Regions from separate parts of the Zea mays genome. Here region 2 is linked to region 1. A link is a contact called in public Hi-C data. All regions are on one chromosome and are shown on one strand. Each heading gives the region's core, a stretch centred on a gene start, on an enhancer-like site or on the middle of the called end of the contact. The rest is flanking DNA. Distances are from core to core; before and after follow the strand shown. Region 1 holds the start of LOC100276627 (non-specific lipid transfer protein-like 1). Region 2 holds the start of LOC100273093 (putative trehalose-phosphate phosphatase J).

What was found. Hi-C and Micro-C count contacts between places; a contact is called where the count stands out from the background.
Region 2: a contact with region 1 is called in a Hi-C map of leaf, with 2.8 times the contacts expected there. The contact joins the promoter of LOC100273093 here to the promoter of LOC100276627 in region 1. A contact is called at or near these places in 4 of 25 Hi-C or Micro-C datasets (bundle sheath, ear, leaf and 1 more).

The regions. Positions count from the first base shown.
Region 1 is chr1:66,856,724-66,859,782 of Zm-B73-REFERENCE-NAM-5.0, forward strand. It overlaps LOC100276627 (non-specific lipid transfer protein-like 1), which reads left to right and starts at 1,496. Exons shown (of 3, transcript XM_008658189.4): 1 at 1,496-2,107; 2 at 2,453-2,476. The coding sequence starts at 1,744.
Region 2 is chr1:67,188,956-67,191,840 of Zm-B73-REFERENCE-NAM-5.0, forward strand. It overlaps LOC100273093 (putative trehalose-phosphate phosphatase J), which reads left to right and starts at 1,513. Exons shown (of 5, transcript NM_001147542.1): 1 at 1,513-1,861; 2 at 1,948-2,088; 3 at 2,250-2,321; 4 at 2,647-2,751; 5 at 2,861-2,885. The coding sequence starts at 1,625.

The DNA of each region.
Region 1 (3,059 bases), core at 246-2,745:
TCGGCAGTTGCTTGTTTTGCTTCAGCAGTGGGGATTTCTTCCGAAGTTACCAGCCCGGATCGCTGCATTGCTTCGGAGATGGGAACAGTCTCCGAGCCTTCAGCTTCGCCTCCCTCACGTTCAACCCTAGCGGTAGAACGTACTCTGACCATTTAATTCTGAATTTGTGGGAATTGAATATTGTTTTTTCCGAAGTTCCTTTTTCTGACGAAGCAGGCTTCAAGCTGGAGCTTCGTTCGAGTCCGAGAGTGAAGCTTCGGCTATGGTTAAAAATTTTGGCAACAAAACAGTGCAAGTAGCAATGAATGCTGTGGTAACTTCACACCTACTCGTCTGTTTATATAGTATTGCAGGTAAGAAGGCGAAGCGCCAGGATTTTTACACCAAGCGGACAGCCGCTTGTACTCGCTGCGCGGTGGACCGCAGAGACCAAACAGTAACTCTGCAAGGTGGGACCGTTACGCTCTTGGAAGCTGAATCGTTTCTCGACAACGAGCTCAGGGAAGGTGTTTTTTGGACCTTCGGCTTCCCGAAGCTTAAGAGACTTTTTCACGGTTCAAGCTCGTTACGAAAAACGATCTAGCGCCGTGAAAGGGGCTACTGTTGGGACCATGCTTCGTCGCCGAAGGTCTTGTAGGGAGAAGCAGCTTCGACTGAAGCTGTTCGCATGAGATGACCGAAGGTTCCTCCTCATGAAGCTTCGGAATTGCAAACCGACTTAAAAGTAGAATGACCTTTCAGTCCATAAATGTTTGGGTCGCTGTTGTAATCCCCTATGAGGGACATAATTGTAATTCCTCACAGACTGTATCCCGTGCCTATAAATAGTGAACAGTACTCCCTTACTGTTCACACTTTCCTGTTTTCTGCAATCACATCATTCGGGAATCAACCTTTGCCAAGGCAGAGGTATTATTGTATCCAATACTTAAATATATTGAATGGATATTATATGATTCATTTACCTCTGATACTCTATACTTTATGTTATTTCATACAATTTATTAAAATCCGATTACGAAGACTTAACCTTCGTAATCATATTGTTGCCCACCTTCGTCCAGAGTTTATTATCCCCGAGGGAATAATGCTTCGTTGGACGAAGGATATTAACATTTAACATTTCATGTTGTCTTGTTCTTAATTCATAGCATTTGAGAACAAGCCCCCAACACAATACTTCAGTTTTGAAAACAGAGATTTTACCCAGCTTGCCAAACACCATTATGTATATAATACTGCAGTATTTGAGAATACTGCAGTATTCTTCCAAAACTGCAGAAAAACTTTGTTCCCAAACACCCCCTAAAACTGTGTTTTGTATGTCTGTTTGCACTAGAGTAGTGGATTTAGTTTCAAAACAAGTAAAGTAAACCGTTGGAGAGAGAAAACGAGAGGGGGAGGCAAAAGATGTGAGAAATTGTTGTTACAGGATGTTTTCGTCGTAGGTGAAGCTCTTTTAATATTTTTTATTAGTTATAGATAGACGTAGATATGTAGAATGTAGAGAGATAGAGAGAGAGGAGAGATAATAGAAGTCGAGAACAAGTTAACACGGGAAAGCACAAAGCACCCATGATTCCAGTTCATGCCAACCTCGCCGCCGTGGACCGTTGCCATCTGTGCATCTGGATTCCATAAAGGCACGCGTGCCCTGACCTCTCCACACCCCGCGTCCCACCAACTTCCATTCCCTACCGCCCGCCCACCCCACTCCACTCCGCTCCTCCCACTCGAGCCATCATGGCCCTCGCCTCCCGCGCCGCCGCAGCCGCCGTGGCGTGCGTCCTCCTGGCGCTCGCCGCCTCCGCCGCGGGGGCGGGCTCCAACTCCCCTGCACCGGCGCCGGCGGTGGACTGTATCTCCCAGGCCGCCAGCCTGATCGACTGCATCGACTACGTCCAGAAGGGGAGCAGCGCGCGCCGTCCGTCCGCTGCCTGCTGCGGCGAGGTCAAGACCGCAGTGGCCAGCCCCGTCATCGTGGGCTGCCTCTGCTCCCTCGCCGGCTCCAACTCCAGTAACCTGGGCTTTCCCATCGACATGAAGCGCGTGCTGGCGCTCCCCGGCGCGTGCGGCGCGTCCAACGCCGCCTTCAGCAAGTGCAACAGTGAGCACCACCCGAGCCTTTCCTCATCCTTGCTTCTCCCCGAGCAGTTTCCCTCTTAAATTCCGTCATATCTCATCATGTGTCCCCCCCCCCCCCCCCCCCCCCAAAAAAAAAAAAAACTTAGTACTGTGCCATCTCCTCCAAAAAATTTCCTTACACCTCGAGAACCCATGCCTAAATCACGGGTTTCTTTTCTTCGGATTTTACCGCTCCTTTGATTTCTCTTAGAAGGATTTTATGTAGTGTAGATAAAGGTCCCTTTTTTTGATAAGTTAGTTTGGTTTTCCCTTTTGCTACTCTAAGCAATTTCGATATGATCTAACAGTTCCACTCTTTTGCTTGCAGTTTCCGCGCTTCCCCCAACCGAAGGTAACTCTATGCCTCACTATCAGTTTCACTGTCTTTTCTTTTACGTCCGTCTAATCTCTGTGTAACGACATGCGCCTTTATTACACTCTATGATTTTTAGGAACAATCGGCACATATTAGTACTTAGATTATGCTCTATGAATTTTTGCAGTGTTACGCCTGTTTAGAACTTTAGATCTTCAAGTATGAACAGAACAAATATATGCTAGAACTGTACAATAACTTCAACTGGGAAAAAACAAGATCTGAATTTTTTAGCTGTCCGTTTTCCAAGAATAAAGTTTTTGTTTTTTTAAAAAAAATGGAAGAAAAAACAGAATTCTTAGCTGTCACAAGAGTATAAATGTGTTTTGTCTTTCTTCTGCTAGAAAAGAAGCTGATGAGCTGTAACACGCTCAAAACATCTCCACATGCATGTGTGGTGTTCCGCTCCTTTGGCATAACTATGGGTCCGCAACATTTTTGTTTGCCAGCAAAGAATCCTCAGCTGTTATTTCCAATCACCTTTGTATCTTTGCGAGTGATTGCATGGCATGTGCGCTACAAAACAATATAGACAGAATTATGTATAGGAGTGAAGAGA
Region 2 (2,885 bases), core at 263-2,762, 330 kb after region 1:
TAGAGTTGTCAAACTATCTCGTAGGGCTAATTTGGAAACCTAATTTTCTCAGGTATTTTCTATTTTTCCATAGAAAATGAAAAATCCCTTAATAAAATGAGGTTTCTAGACTAGCCGTTAAAGAAAAAAAGAGCCAACGTTTTTTTTTCGTATCCTCGTCTATGCTCAAGTGGAAATATACATATAGTGGCTTGAAGCCTCCAATTTTTCACATGCGAGGCGAGGCGAGAGTGGCTCTGCTGGAGATGAGTCACGGAAAGAGAACACACTTCACTTGCACAGCACGACAGCGAGAGGAGCTGAGCAAGACAGACAGGAGCAAACAAAGGAGCGGAATTGCTCCGCGCATGCGGATGTTGTGGGCCCGGTCCATGTCGACGCGGTCCCGCCACCCACTTGCTCCCGGAGCAACACGTGGACGCAAGCCCGCGCGCTGGGCCCCGGGGTGGCGCGTCCGAGCTGGCGCCGCTGCGGTGAACGCGTGGAGGGCGACAGCGCAACGGTGACCAGATCCGACGTGGACCGGACCGTCCACGCCCGTGGGCCCCGCCGCGTGGCGCGCCCCCACCTTTCCCTCTGGCCTCTTGTTTGGTCTCGCGAGAAATTGCCATGTCGCGTTAGTTAAAGCGGTTGTTGCGTGCGTTGGTTAACGCAAGGTTTTTGTAATTTTGTATAGTTTATAGTGTGTATAATATAATAATATGGCTGCATAGACTTTGGATCCAACCTCTGCCTGCCTGCCTGCCTCGGCTGCAAACGCTGACTCTAACAACGGCTGACCACTCGTGTTTTCCTCTTCATTAAGGAAGCTAGCTGCTTCATCGTTAAAAAAAAAGAGAGCTAAGTGCATCAGAAAAACCAAAGGACGTGGACGATCCTAACATGCCAGACTCTTCCGGTTTCAGATCACAGGTTATTTTAGAGCATGTTTGGTTCGTGGCTAACTGCATCATACTTTGCCTAAGATTAGTCGTTCGAATTCAAAAACTAACCTTAGACAGAAAAGTTAGGCAAAATGTGGCTAGTTAGACAGCGAACCAAACAGACCCTTAGTTTTGTCTAGAATCAAATTTACTAGAGTATCATCAAAACTGTCTGATTCTAAACATTAAGTAAATGTACTATAAATGTATATATATTACATATGGAGTTTAGAGCCTTTCTTGAACATAGGATTTCCAACAGTTCCATTTTATAGGGAAAACGAAATATTCAGAAAATTTTCTCTCACTGTAAACGCAGCCCCTCTCCTCAAATACAATATGGCAACACATGTACTACTAATAAACAGAGAAAAGACGACGGAAACGTCCCACGCACGCAATACCACTTGCTGGGTACATGCTTCTCAACAGCCCAAGGTGCAAGAAAATTTTCACAGTTTTTTTTTGAAGGAAGGGGGCAGGGCACAAGCAGCAGGCACCAAAAAAGGCCGGTCATCCATGCCCTCTTCCGGTCTTCCCCTACCTATAAATACCCTCCACCAGGCCCCCAGACTCCCCACCACCGCAGGCAAAGCTTCGGGCAACAACAGCTTGCTCGACTCAGCGCCCATCTATCTCTCTTCTCCCCCGCCTGTCTAGCCAGCGGCGACCACCACCACCGTTCAGTTATTATAGCAAGCATGACGAAGCACGGCGTGGTGATCGGCCCGGAGGACGTCGCGGCGGCGCGGCATTTCTCGTTCCCGCCGCCGAGGACGGCGGCGGGCGGCGAGTCGTGCAGGAAGCTGGCGGCGCAGGTGGACCTCGGCCCCGCCGTCGTGGGGTCCTGGCTCGACTCCATGAAGGCCTCGTCGCCCAGGCACAGGCTCATGGCGCCCGTGCCCGGCGCCGCCGACGCGGAGCACGACGACTGGATGGTACGTGCACGCGGGCCAGCCCATGGGCGGCGCCGAAACGAAACAAACGCACGCGGAACTAAGAAATCGACCCGTTTTTGGTGCAGGAGCGGCACCCGTCGGCATTGGACCGCTTCGACGCGCTGGCGGCGGCGGCCAAGGGGAAGCAGGTCGCGGTGTTCCTGGACTACGACGGCACGCTGTCCCCGATCGTGGAGGACCCCGACCGCGCCGTCATGACGGACGAGGTGTCCGGGCTCTTCTTCTCTCTTCCGCCTCTAACCAAATACCGCAGTTATTATAAGATGGGACGAGAAAGCAGAGCACGCTCTGCTTCCAGGTCCCGACGACCACGCCAAAGAGATGAGGATTCCCTTGCTCTGACGCCGACGATGTTGTGAACACGCAGATGAGGGACGCGGTGCGCGGCGTGGCGGCGCGCTTCCCGACAGCGATCGTCAGCGGGCGGTGCCGGGACAAGGTACACGCACTCCCCCCATTCGCTCGCCTTCCTCTCCCCTCATCCTCTCACCGCCACACAAGAGGCCTAGTAAAATCCAGCGGCCACCGCCCACCGGGTAGCTCGCTCGCTCATCAGGATCCGCACGGGACAGGTGAGGCGAGGCGACCCAGCTAGAAGCTCCTCCTCCACTTGGCGTGGCGGGACGGGAGCTGGCCTGGGGCGCGTGGCCCCCGTTTTCTCCCCTCCTCTTTTTTTTTCTTTTTCTTTTGGCACTCACCAACTCGGCGCGAAAGTGACGGCCACGACGGCGACGCTGACCGACGTGCTCTCGGCTCTCGCGCAGGTGTTCAGCTTCGTGCGGCTAGCGGAGCTCTACTACGCCGGGAGCCACGGGATGGACATCCGGGGGCCCACCGCCGACGCCAACCACCACCACGGCAACGGCAAGGTATACCGTCGTACGACCTTTCCGAACTTACATCACCATCACCGTCTCTTTGTTTTTCCCCCTTCCTCCCATTCTCGTAAGCTGACCGTCCGTCCCTGCAATGCACCAGGCGGAGGCGGAGGCGGAGGCGGTGC